Regions from separate parts of the Mus musculus genome. Here region 2 is linked to region 1. The links are chromatin contacts, called in public Hi-C maps. All regions are on one chromosome and are shown on one strand. The core of a region is the stretch at or near the end of the contact, and the rest is flanking DNA. Distances in the headings are between cores, read along the strand shown. Region 1 overlaps Sgms1 (sphingomyelin synthase 1). Region 2 has its middle 7.1 kb from the start of Gm36914.

Region 1 (5,889 bases), core at 2,442-4,941:
CTTTATCCATCTTCCAGGCTGGAGAGTTCAAATTTTGTCTGTATTCATGGTGATTATTTACAGACTGCTTTTCTCAAAAATTGCCTGTCAATTTTTCTTGGTCTCTATATGAGTCATATAGAGTTACAATTACAAATGGATGTTTTTAATGAACTGGAAGAAGAGGGAAAAATTCAACGTACTAGATCAAGTATCCTCCCTAATGAAAAATATAGCAAAGTAGTTTTGTATTTATTGCAATTTTTTGTTTAGTGCTGATAAAGTTGATGATGTAATCATTGTCTTAGATAACTTCCTTTGTTCTTACATTGCTAGTGTGTGAACTGGTCATACCCACATTTGTCCCCTTCTCTGCGGCGCTGTTTACAGTTGGGAGGGAAGGGGAGCGTGAATCAGCCGCTGCTTTGGAGAACATTCAGAGGAAGAACAGAGGACAACATTGCCGGAGCATAGATGGAAAAAGAAGAGGGCAGGAGATGAGACTACAGGAGCCAGGCTGCTCCACGCAGACTTCAGTTGTCTGTAGAAGAGTTCAGATTTGTTCTCAATTGGAAACACAGAACAACTGGTGCTTTATGAAGCTCCCCTTTGCTCTGTTTGAATAGCGGACTGGAGGCCTTCCTAGCAGCTGCTGACCCCATTTCTCCTTCCTCCCGTCTCCCTGTGTCCTGTAGTCCTGCACTGTTTTCTTGGGAGCACGTCACCAGAGCACACAGCGTGCTCTTTCTTCAACTGCTTGACTGTAAACTGTGACTGTGGGGCAGACTTTGTGTCTTTCTCTACTGCTGGGCTGCCAGTCCCAAGCAGCAGTCACAAATCCCAACCAAAGAGACGACCAGGCCAGACACCGAAATCAGAGCGGGCCAGTCTTCCCACAAATGACAGTGTGGTTGATTACAGAAGAAAGTAGAAGCAGTTTGATGAAAAACCAACAACACCTTGGACAAGGCGTCAAAGTTCACGCTTCTAATATTGGCAGTGGGCAGCGTGCCCCAGCTGAGACTGAGTTATGTGAGTTGACTTGTCACAAAGCAGAATAGATGTAATGATGCAATGAGTGTCATCCCATAAAGTATAGAGAAGCAATTATGTCAGTGGAAAAGGGATGGAGAAGACATGAGAGCTGTGTGTAGTTTGTGGTCTGTGCTGGATTCGTGCTGCACCCAGTGCTGGGAAGAGGAGATGATCAGGAAGGATGGTCATATAGTTGCGGAAACTGGAGTGTTCACAGAAGAGTGTGTGGCGCCCAGGGATTTTAAGAGTAATGCAAGTGCTCTGAATGAGTGGCATATCATTTGTGTGTCCTGGGAAACACCATAAAAATCTGGGGTTGAAATTGTCACAGTGAGCCTCCTGAGATGTACTTTCTGTCCGAGCACTGTGAGCCAGGTGCCGTGCCAAAGGTGGCACCTTTGAGATCAGAACTTTTAGGTGTGAGGGGTCTGTTCCTGGGAAAACAGGGCCAGTCCTAGGCAGTAAGTAATACAGCAAGGTTGCTGCTGGGAGGTGAGAGTCAGGTTTAGCAAGAGCATTGAAAGTGGGGGCGGGGTTGAGGGTAAAGCAGAGAGAACACACTTGCTTGTCAGCACTCAATTTCCTTCTCCCCCTTTCAAAATGATTCTTTGAAAATGTTGCACATGACTACGGTGTAACTTGATCGTGCCCGCCATCCTCTGCCCCTCCGATGCCTCTCTGAGGCACTCAACGTTTTATTGGCTTTCTCGGGGCAGGGAAGGGGGTCAATTTGCAAGGAAGCTTCAGAGGGCAGAGGGGGGTGATGCAGTAGCAGGTCCTCCAGGTGTAGGACAGTGCAGGACAGTGTGTGCTCTTACTGTGGGTGACAGAGATGGCACTGCTTCAGGAATTTATCTTGTTGGGCATGCTTAATGGCCAGTAGTGTTTCAGCCTGGTTCTCTGAGACCCAGTAGTAATAGGACTCTTAAGATGTCACCCCACGTATTCAGAGGACTGGCTAAAGAGCTCTTTAAAAGTCCACCAGCATCTTAGAGAATCTTAGAGAAGCATATTTAAAATTACATATCCATGTTCTTTCTTTTCGGAAATTAGGATATTTAAAAAGGATCATTATTAAAGCATAGATTCCTTTATAATCCTGAGCTAATACGCCTACACTAAGGCCATGGTCAAGGTGCTGTGTTGTAGGCCATTTCTTTGGGTGGATAGAAAGAAGAGGTTATTGTGACTTGATATCATGGAAAGATTCGAGATCTGAATTAGTAGCATAACTAATACTTTAGTGTCTTTTGACATGGATATTTCTCAGCAGAGTATGCAAAGAATGCATCAGTTGTAAGGAGCCATTCAGAATACATTGTAATATTGATGGAACGCAAAGGAGAAGGCTTGTGCAGGTTGGAAGTGTAAAGTATTTAGACCAGGACAAAGGTCTTGCAGAAGGTTGATTTGCATGTTGTCTTCACTTAGCTTTTATTTGAAAACTCACTTGTGTGTAATTAATGTTTAAATGTATCCATCTTTTATAACACTTCAGCTGGTACTTATAACATTTCAAGGTTTCTGCACTTTGCTGTAGTAGATTAGTAAGTTTCCAGAAACAGGCTAAAGGGCAGCTTTCGAGTGGGAGTTTGGGTAGCATAGTTTTGATTCTCTAGCCTAGATTCTCTGAATATCATGGAAAGGCCAGACACAATTCTAAGAAGAAGGTGTCTGTGAGGTCTTCAATGATTTCTTTGCTTTTCCACATACTGACATATGAACTTAGCCTAAACCAACGCTTTAAAAGACAGCCATTTTAATTGGTTAACCAAAAAAAAAAAAAAAAAAAAAGTGAACAGTTGTCTCTAATGTCCTCCTTCCTTGGCTGTATAACTAGGTTAATTATAATCTCAGGTGTATGGTTTTTGATGTTGCTGCTGCTTTCAAACTGTGGAAAGGTGTAATTTAGTGCTGTTACCATTGCTTAAGCTCTGATACCGTGTCTACTCCCTGGAAGAATATGTTTGTGTTCTTACATTTTTAATAGTGAATATGCTATTAATGTTAACACTAGTGGCATCCTTGAGGCCTGGGAAGTACATGCCCAATTATATAAGACAGTATCACATGAATGGCTGGCAAGTCTGTACTGAAATGCTGACTAACATGAGGCCTTCTGTAAGTTCTGGTGGTTTTCCAGTAATAACAAAACTTTGCTTCCTTACCATCTGAACCTCCCACATCTTAGTGCTTATTAGGTCTGGATGTTGTGCTGGGTGGGGCTCTGTAACTTCTCCCAAGAGCTCTGAAGGCAAGGTATTTGTCTGCAGGTAAAGAGGCCGAAGGTTCCCGCAGTGCTGGCCTCGGAAGTGGGTGTTTCAGGTCTCTGTGTGTGTGTGTGTGTGTGTGTGTGTGTGTTTCCAGCACTTGCTCTCCTTCCTTCCCCTCCCTCTTCTCCTTCTCTATCTTGTTTTTTCCTTCTCAGTTACTTTATTAAAATTGTCTCCCTGGAGGTATTTAAAGTTGATGCAGATCTGGTTTTCTGCCATTTTTAGCCAACTGCATAGATGAGATTAAAAAAAAAAAAGAATTCAATTAATTGGTTTTGAAGATGCGGTCTTAAAAAATAAAACAAAAACAGAAAATAACGACTATGCTGATGAGGATGTGGGAAAAGGCAAGCCCTGCTGTGGTTTATGGTGTTTTGAAATGGCTGCATGGCTGAGCTACCATGGAAAGTTCTATGGCAGTTCCTCAAAGCATAAAAGATAGAAGTACACGTGACCCAGCCATGCCACCCCTGGTTAGACGGCCCACCCATGTTCTCAGCAACATTATTTATGATTGCTAAGACTCGAAAGAAACCTCAATATTTACTGATAAGTGAACGGAGAAATAGAATACTCTCTACACACAAATCAGAATGTGTTTATTTTGCTTTTAAAAGAAGGAAATTGGGGTTGGGGAGTTGCCCCAGTTAGTAAAGAGCTTGCCATGCATGCATGAGGACATGGTTTAGACCCTCAGCACCCACATAAAAGATCTGGGTGTTAGTGGCCTGGGTAGCTGCTGAGGGCGGTGGGTGGGTCAGTGGCCTGCTATGCTCACGAGTCTTGTATGTATTGGTGACCCTGGTTACCTGAAGCCCATGGTCTGAGCTGCTGCCTAAAGGCATGTTAATGTACATGGGTGCTGGAGAGCTGGCCCACCCCTTCTACAGGTGAGCTGGCCCCACTCAGGCTACTGCCTGGCTCACCTCTGCCAATGGCTTCTGGTGTAGATATATGTGGAGAAAGACTAATCCTCTGGGGCAGGTGTTGGGGAGTGATGGCCGTGTGTGTGTGTGTGTGTGTGTGTGTGTGTGTGTGTGTATTTATACACACACACACAGCTCTATTCATACACATATACTACACATATTTACAAATAAATAGTAAAGGGATTTCAACTCATGGTTTAACATATATGACTTTAAAGCCATTTTGCTAATTAAAACAAGCCCACCAAAAAGGAACAAAAAAGGTTTTTATCCACTTACTTCAGCCCCTAAAAACTTCCCATAGAATGGTGATTTATTGATGTACAGGGGTTGGGGGTTAGGTAACGGGGAACTGGGGAACTATTGCTTAACAGAATTTCTCATTGGGGTGATGGACACATTTTGGTGATGTGATAATACAGTGAAAATGTAATTTGGGGGGTGGCTACATGGTCCTGGCTGTCCTGGAACCTATGTAGACTAGGTTAGCCTGAACTTAGATCCACCTGCCTCTGTCTCTCTAGTGCTGGGATTAAAGGCGCCATGCCCAGCTACAATGTCACTGTTTTTAGTGCACAGACTACATACCTAAACATTTCCAAGATGGTGGATTTTGAGATGTGTTGTGCTCCACTAACAATAATGTTAAAGATAAAAGGGATGAAATGGTTGGGTTTGAGCTCTTTCCTTTGAAGTATAAAAAACATAGAACAATCATGTTTTATAATTATAGTTATCCTAGCACATTTAACAGATTGCTGGGATAAGACAGGAACAGTAGGAAGTCATTGAAACTGAATTTAATTGTCAGTGTGATAGTTGGCCCTGATTGACAACTTGGCAAGATTTAGAGTCACCTAGGAAGCCCCTCTGGTTGTGTCTATCTCGGTGTTTCTGTAGGGGAATAATGAGGGTGGGGAAGCCACCCTCAAAGGGCTGACACCTTCCACAGTTGGTCCAGATATAAAGAGGTCTTAGGAGGAGGCAGTGTGTGCCTACTTTCGCCATTGCTTTCTGAAGGTGGTGTCTGTCACCACTCCTGCCAACCTTTGCTGATCTGGTACTGGACTCCAGCTTCGGTGGCCGCCATTGTGGAAAGGGCGGTACTTGGTCCTTTCTAGAGTAGACACTTGTTCTGGATATACATTTGCCTTCTTTGTGTTATCGCTTCTGTCAAAGTTACCGTTCATGGATTTGGAGAATCAAGCTTTTCCATGAAGCATTTGCTGGCCAAGGAACTCGCTTCACAGTCAAAGAGCTGTATTAGTGGACTTGTGCCCATGGAATTCACTGGTCTTAACCATGACCCCCATCTTCCTGAAGCATCTGGCCTGGTAGAATAGTGGCATGCCCTTTTGAAGATTAGTTGCAATGCTAATCAGAGAGCACTACCTTAACAGGGCTGGACCAAGGCTTTCCAAAAGGCTCTATGTACTCTTATTCAGCATCTAATATACGGTACCCAGGAAGAAGGGAGTAGAAATGGAGATGATACCACTTGGCAACACCCCATTGGCCTCCCAGCCAGCATCAGACCCTGCTTCTGCAACCTTCTGACAAGGGCTAAATGGGAGCTGCCAGGCTTTCAGTACCATATTGGGATTTATGAGGCTATCTACTTTGGGGACTGAGCAGCTAGTGTGTTCCCTCCTCTGCACTTCCAGGGTGTCATT
Region 2 (5,889 bases), core at 1,238-3,737, 690 kb before region 1:
CCGGTTGTCAACAGGAAAAAAGACTTTTGTGTGTATGCATGTGTGTATGCATGTATGTACACATATGTGCATGCACACACAGACATGTGCACAAACACACACACACAGAGTTGGCCAAATCCAGGACCAGACACGGGGTATGTCTGGTAGCAACTGACGGGTGCCTCTGGAATGTGAGAGCTCCTCTCTGTAAATGCTGAGTAAATGGAATTTTGGCTTCTGACTGCCAGCGGATTGTCACCATCGATGTAAGAGACAGTTGCTGGATACATCGGGGTGCAGCTGAGAATTTCAAACGCCCCCCCCCCCCCACCCACAGTAAAGAAAGTTGACCAGGAGCATTTCAGCTGATGAGGCACGGGTTTCCCTTGATGGGCCAATGCTTTTAAATAGAATATTTGGAAGTGTCCAAAAACTGAAGGTCCTCAAAGATGGCAGCTGGGTTTCTTTATAGTTACAGCCTCTGTTAACACTATTAAAGAGTGTGTGGACGAGCCCTGGGAAAACTAGTGCAGGAAAGAGAGTGGGAAAGATGAAGGAAAGTCCCTAATTCCTGGGAACCAAGATATAATCCCAGAGAAGAAGGGATGCACCTGATCTGGGTTTCTTGTCACTAGAACAAAACACTGTGATCAAACACAACTCAGGGAAGAAAGCGTTGAATTGGCTCACACTTCCAGGACACAGTCAGTCACTGAGGGATGGATGTCAAGGCAGGAGTGTTCCAGACTGACTTATTCTCTGGCTCCAGCTTAACCTGTTTCCTTATACAACCCCAAATCAACTGCCTAGGTATGGGACTGTTCATGGTAGCCCTATATCAGTTAGCAGTCCAGATGGCACTTATCAGACATGTCCACAAACCTGCCTGATAAAGACAATTACTCAACTCAACTGTCCCTACACCCCAGGTGACCATAGACAATGTCATGTTAACATGCTAACTAGGATACCAACTACGCAGGCACGCCCCTCCTTGGCAAAAGAGACATTCCACGCAACCTCTTGGTTGCCTTGGTGTCAAAAGACCCCAAAGTTTTCCCCTTTCCATGTTCTCTGTCTTTGTTATTTGTTTCTTCCTGTGCATTTTGTAAATGCCCAATAAAAGCCAGACACTCGACTGCATGGACTGCATGTCAGGGGTCAGAGATGAAACAGACAGGACAGCCTGACTGTCCTGGACTTCATACGAACAGCTTCTGAGCAAGGTGCAAGAACGAGGTTGTGTCAGATCCTGCCAAGAGGGTGATGCCTGAAGTAAAAGATCCAGGATGAGAAGGGGTTGGGATAGGGACTGCTTAGTAGCCTGTGGCTGATGAAGGAAGCAGAATGGGAGCAGTGGGTCAAAGCCAACCTAGAGAAACTGCTGGAGAAGACACCTGGAACGGAATGGCCAGTGGATGAAGCTGGGGATGCAGGCCAGCAGGAGGGCCATCAGCTCCCATGGGCCCTGAAAGCCACAACGGGCAGTCATCAGATGCATCAGGAGCCTCCCTCCATGAGCAGAAGGAAGCCATTCCTTCAAGAAGGCAGAAGAAGCAATGCATACTGAAAAAGTCCACCAGAGGGCTCTGTAGGGAGAGTCCCACCCTCTCCTCTCTCCTCCCACAGCTGACACTTCTCCTGTTGGAACATAGAAGCATTGTTTCCCTCTGAACAAAAGCGTCTTTAGCAAACAACCACTGTACTTTAATGAAAGGAAAAGAACCAATAGCCACCAGTACAATAGAGGAGCCCAGATGAAAGACGAAGCTGCCATCCTGATGGTTTAGCAGAGAGTGTATCACCCCTAAGCTCCCCAGATCCCCCATCTGCAAAGCCTATGCTCAGCCCAACTGACATGGTCACCCTCCTTTCCAAGGAGGCAATCTGAGGTAGTTGCCCAGACTACAGGCCAAATGCCAGCTCTTCAAGGGGGCACACTAGCCCAGAAAGCAATGGCTTTAGGTGATTAAAAAAACAAACAAACAAAAACCTTATAGGATGCTGTGGTGTGAACGTAGGAGTGGGAGAGTGGGAGGTGAAGTGAAAGAGCAACAGGGTTTTCTATTTTTGGCCAAGACTGTCTTGTAGGAATTACACTTATTATATTTAAGCATCATTAAATAGAGACAAGAATCGTTCCTGCCTAGCACACCCTAGAAATGTGTGATCACAAAGGAGGAGATTGGCTGAGGTCAGAAGGAAAGGGTTGGAGAACTACTCAGTGTATCAGCTACGTTTTCGAGAGACCTACAGAGCCTGCGAGGACACTCCCAGGAATGAGAGGCAGGAAGGGTTATCCTCTATCTTCAAAGTATTTGAAGCTCTCGTTGGCCTGGGATGCTCTAGCCTGCTAGAGTTCTTTTCCATCTGCTGGAATTAGCCGGTTCTCCTAGGTACTCAAATCATAAACAGAGATTACGAACTAAAAGGGGAACTTGGTGAACTCCAGCCCAAGTGTCATCAACATCCTATGTCCTCCACCTGCTGCTTCCTCCCAGCCACGGAGCCTGACACCTGCCCAGCCCTCAGCAAATGCTTATATGAAGTTTGACAAGGAAACAGGAAGCGCAGCACAGGAAGCCATGGAGCTCAGAGAACAGTGTGTGCAGGGAGAGAGCCAGAGGGAAAGGCAGTGAATGAGAGCTCTCTGAGCTGCATCTGCGCACACAGACACCCCCCCTCCCCCACCCCCATACACTCAACCGCCATTAAGGACACTCTGTTAAACGGATTGGTTCTTTCCTCTCGAATGAGGTAGGAGTCAGAATCTTAGTCCCTTTTGCCTCAAATCCCTCCCCTTTTCCTAGATGGTGCCTGCAACCTCTGAGGACCTCAAATTACAAATTTCAAAACACAGGTTCCAAAGTTCCAAGCACACCTGTTCACAGGAAGCCAGCGATGGGTGGAGCCTTGGCAGGTTCTAACACCTGAGCTTGAGGAGGTCTCTGTCTGTGGAAAGGTTAGGAAGAACCCTTGACTCTGAGAGCAACTGGGCAAAAGCTTGAGTGGACCCTGTCCTGTGAGGCAGAAGGATGCACTTCGGGAGACTGTGTTCTGGCTCACCTTTGTATCAGCTTCGCTCACCAGAACTAAAGCTTGGACCTCCCTTAGAGCTGCTCTCCACAGCTGGAGCACGCTATGAGCAGGTCGTGAAGCACGGAATCAGAACAGCTGTTCTTATGCTTTTTTTTAGCATCTTGTGTTAACCATGCTGTGACTAGAGTTTAAAGACTCGCGGCAGGGCAGGGATAGGCAAGGGTGAATAGTGAAGAAATATGGGGATACGTATTATCATGGTAAGAAGCATGGCAGCACAAAGGTAGACGTGCTGCTGGAGAAGTAGCTGAGAATTCTACATCTGAATTGGCAGGCAGCAGAAAGAGAATGAGTCACAATACACTGAGCCTGGTTTCAGCATCCAAAACCTCAAAGCCTGCCCCTAATGACACACTTCCTTCAACATGGCCACACCTCCTAATAGTATCATTCCCTATGGGGCTATGGGGGCCATTTTAATTTAAAACATCACACTTACCTCTGTTACTATCTCAGGATAATTGATAGTAATCATGATAATAATGATTGCCACCCTAGTAGGTATGAAATGGTACCTCATTGTGCCTTTGACTTACATTTCTCAGATAGCTCAATGTTGAGTCTTGACCATTTGTGTATATAAGAGGGGATTAATCCATAGTCTCCTGATGCTGCACAGGCAGTCTTGAAATCACACTCCTCCTGCCTCAGCCCCCTCTGAGTGCTGGGATTATAGGTATGTGACACCACACTCAGCTTCATTTGTACATTTTTCAGGAGAAATATTTACTATAATGGTTCGGCCGGTTTTAATTGGTTATTGTCCTTCAATGTTGTATTAAAGGTTCTTGACTTATTCTGAGTACTAGACTTCTCTCAGATAATTAGATTGGCAGATATTATCTCCCATGCTATGAGTCTGCACTTTCTTGACAGTCCCTGAAATACAAAATTTAAGTTTTGATGAAATCTAGTTTATTTTAGTTTTTATTTTTTTGATTTTTCAAGACAGGGTTTCTCTGTATAGCCCTGGCTGTCCTGGAACTCACTTTGTAGACCAGGCTGGCCACGAACTCAGAAATCTGCCTGCCTCTGCCTCCCAAGTGCTGGGATTAAAGGCGTGGGCCACCACGCCCGGTTTATAATTGTTTTTACTTTAAGTACTGTATCTAATATTACCCATTTTAAGGCATGTTAGTACAAAGATTTACAGGTATTTTTAAGAAGTAGGTTTTTATTTTTTTATTAGAGATTTTTTTAAGAGTCATTTGTTTGTTTGTTTTATGTATACAAATACTCTGTAGCTGTCTTTAAACACATCATAAGAGGGCATCAGTTCCCATTACAGATGGCTGTGAGCCACCATGTGGTTGTTGAGAATTGAACTCAGAACCTCTGGAAGAGCAGTCAGTGCTCTTAACTGCTGAGTCATCTCTCTAGCCCTAAAAGATTTACATTTTTGATGTTGTTTTCTTCCTCAAGAGTTCATAATTTTAGCTCTTGTGTCCAGGTCTTTGACCAAATTGAAGTTAATTATTTTTCTGTGAAGTGAAATATCACTATCAACAGTCTAGCCATGGCAAAAATAATCAATAGTCTGAGGTATTGTAGCAATCAGGAACATGGTGATTCAACTGTCCAAGAGTGTCACCACTTCTATACAGGTGATTCTATTTAGGGTATATAATAGGAGGTTGTCAACTTCTTAACATACATAGAAATCTGCTTACGGTGGCTTAACTTCACAGATACCCCACAACACAGAGCCAGAGCTCCAAGCAATTCCCCTCAATGCTGATGGCTCACACTGTAGTTTATTTGTATGTGTGTAGCCTACCCCTCTCCCTTGAGTACCACATCTCCACATGGCCCTGGGATATGGGTACCCAGTTCCAGCATCTCCCAATCAAGGTCACCTAGTCTTTCCCCTCCTCCAGTCAGCTCAGACTCCAACTTCCCCTTCTCTGCTGCAGCGCAATTCTTCCCCTCACCCAGGCACAATGTCCTCAGCACTTCTTCTTCCCCTCTCCACTCCTCCCCCAACATCTAATCAGTTTTACATAACTGTTCCTTTGCCCTGGCCACCTGTCAGTGACCTGCTTGGCCCAAGCTCCCCCTCCATTCTGAGACCTTTCCATTCTTCATCTTCTAACTTACCAGAGCACAAGACCTACCAGCTGCAAGAGCAGTCTCTAAAATTCACTCTCTGCCTCAGGAAAGCTCAATGTCTCACAAATTTGATGATTCCTCGAATTTGTTATAATAGGAAAATAATTTCAAGGTCGGGAATCCAAGGCTAACCTGCTCTAACTCCAACCAGCCCTTGGATCTCTTCTTTCTGCTCTCTCTAAAGTCTGTTCTCTGCACTTCTGGGCTTCCAGTCTTCACAGATTTTTCTGTTATCATTTAAGAAAGATGGTGCTGCTGAGCCTCCAAAACCCGCCCCACGGATGGTCAACTAGTGAAGCTCCCAACAGCCTCCCACGTGATTTTATGTGACATTTACTTCATTATTCATAGTGCATAGTACAGTGTCTTGAGCAAGCACACCCTTAGTAGATGTGTATCACAGTTGGCACTGAGCCCACCAACAACAGTGTGGCTGAATCACTTAGGGAACTTCTTCAGAATATCCCACAGGGGAGCCAGATCTCAGTACTTTGAGAAGTTCTCACTTAGGATTCTGATGTACATCACTGTGAACTTCAAAGCCATGCACTGTGGGGCAGGTCTGCAATCCTAGCACTTGGACAGCTGAGAGAGGATGAACATCGTGAGTTTGACACCAGCCTCAGATACACAGTGAGTTCCCCGGTCAGCCTGGAGCACTTATCAAATTACCTATTATTAGATAATTAAAATATGCTG

What was found. A called contact is a pair of places that touch in the nucleus more often than the background predicts.
Region 2: a Hi-C map of CD4 T cells shows a contact between it and region 1, with 2.3 times the contacts expected there. A contact is called at or near these places in 1 of 484 Hi-C or Micro-C datasets (CD4 T cells) and 4 of 130 datasets of targeted methods (double positive thymocytes, memory CD8 T cells, microglia and 1 more).

What each region holds. Positions count from the first base shown.
Region 1 is chr19:32,264,408-32,270,296 of GRCm38.p6, reverse strand. The region is part of intron 3 of Sgms1 (sphingomyelin synthase 1); the gene reads left to right. Among named protein-coding and RNA genes, the nearest start is that of Sgms1, 120 kb to the left of the region's middle.
Region 2 is chr19:32,950,114-32,956,002 of GRCm38.p6, reverse strand. No RefSeq gene overlaps it. Among named protein-coding and RNA genes, the nearest start is that of Gm36914, 7.1 kb to the left of the region's middle.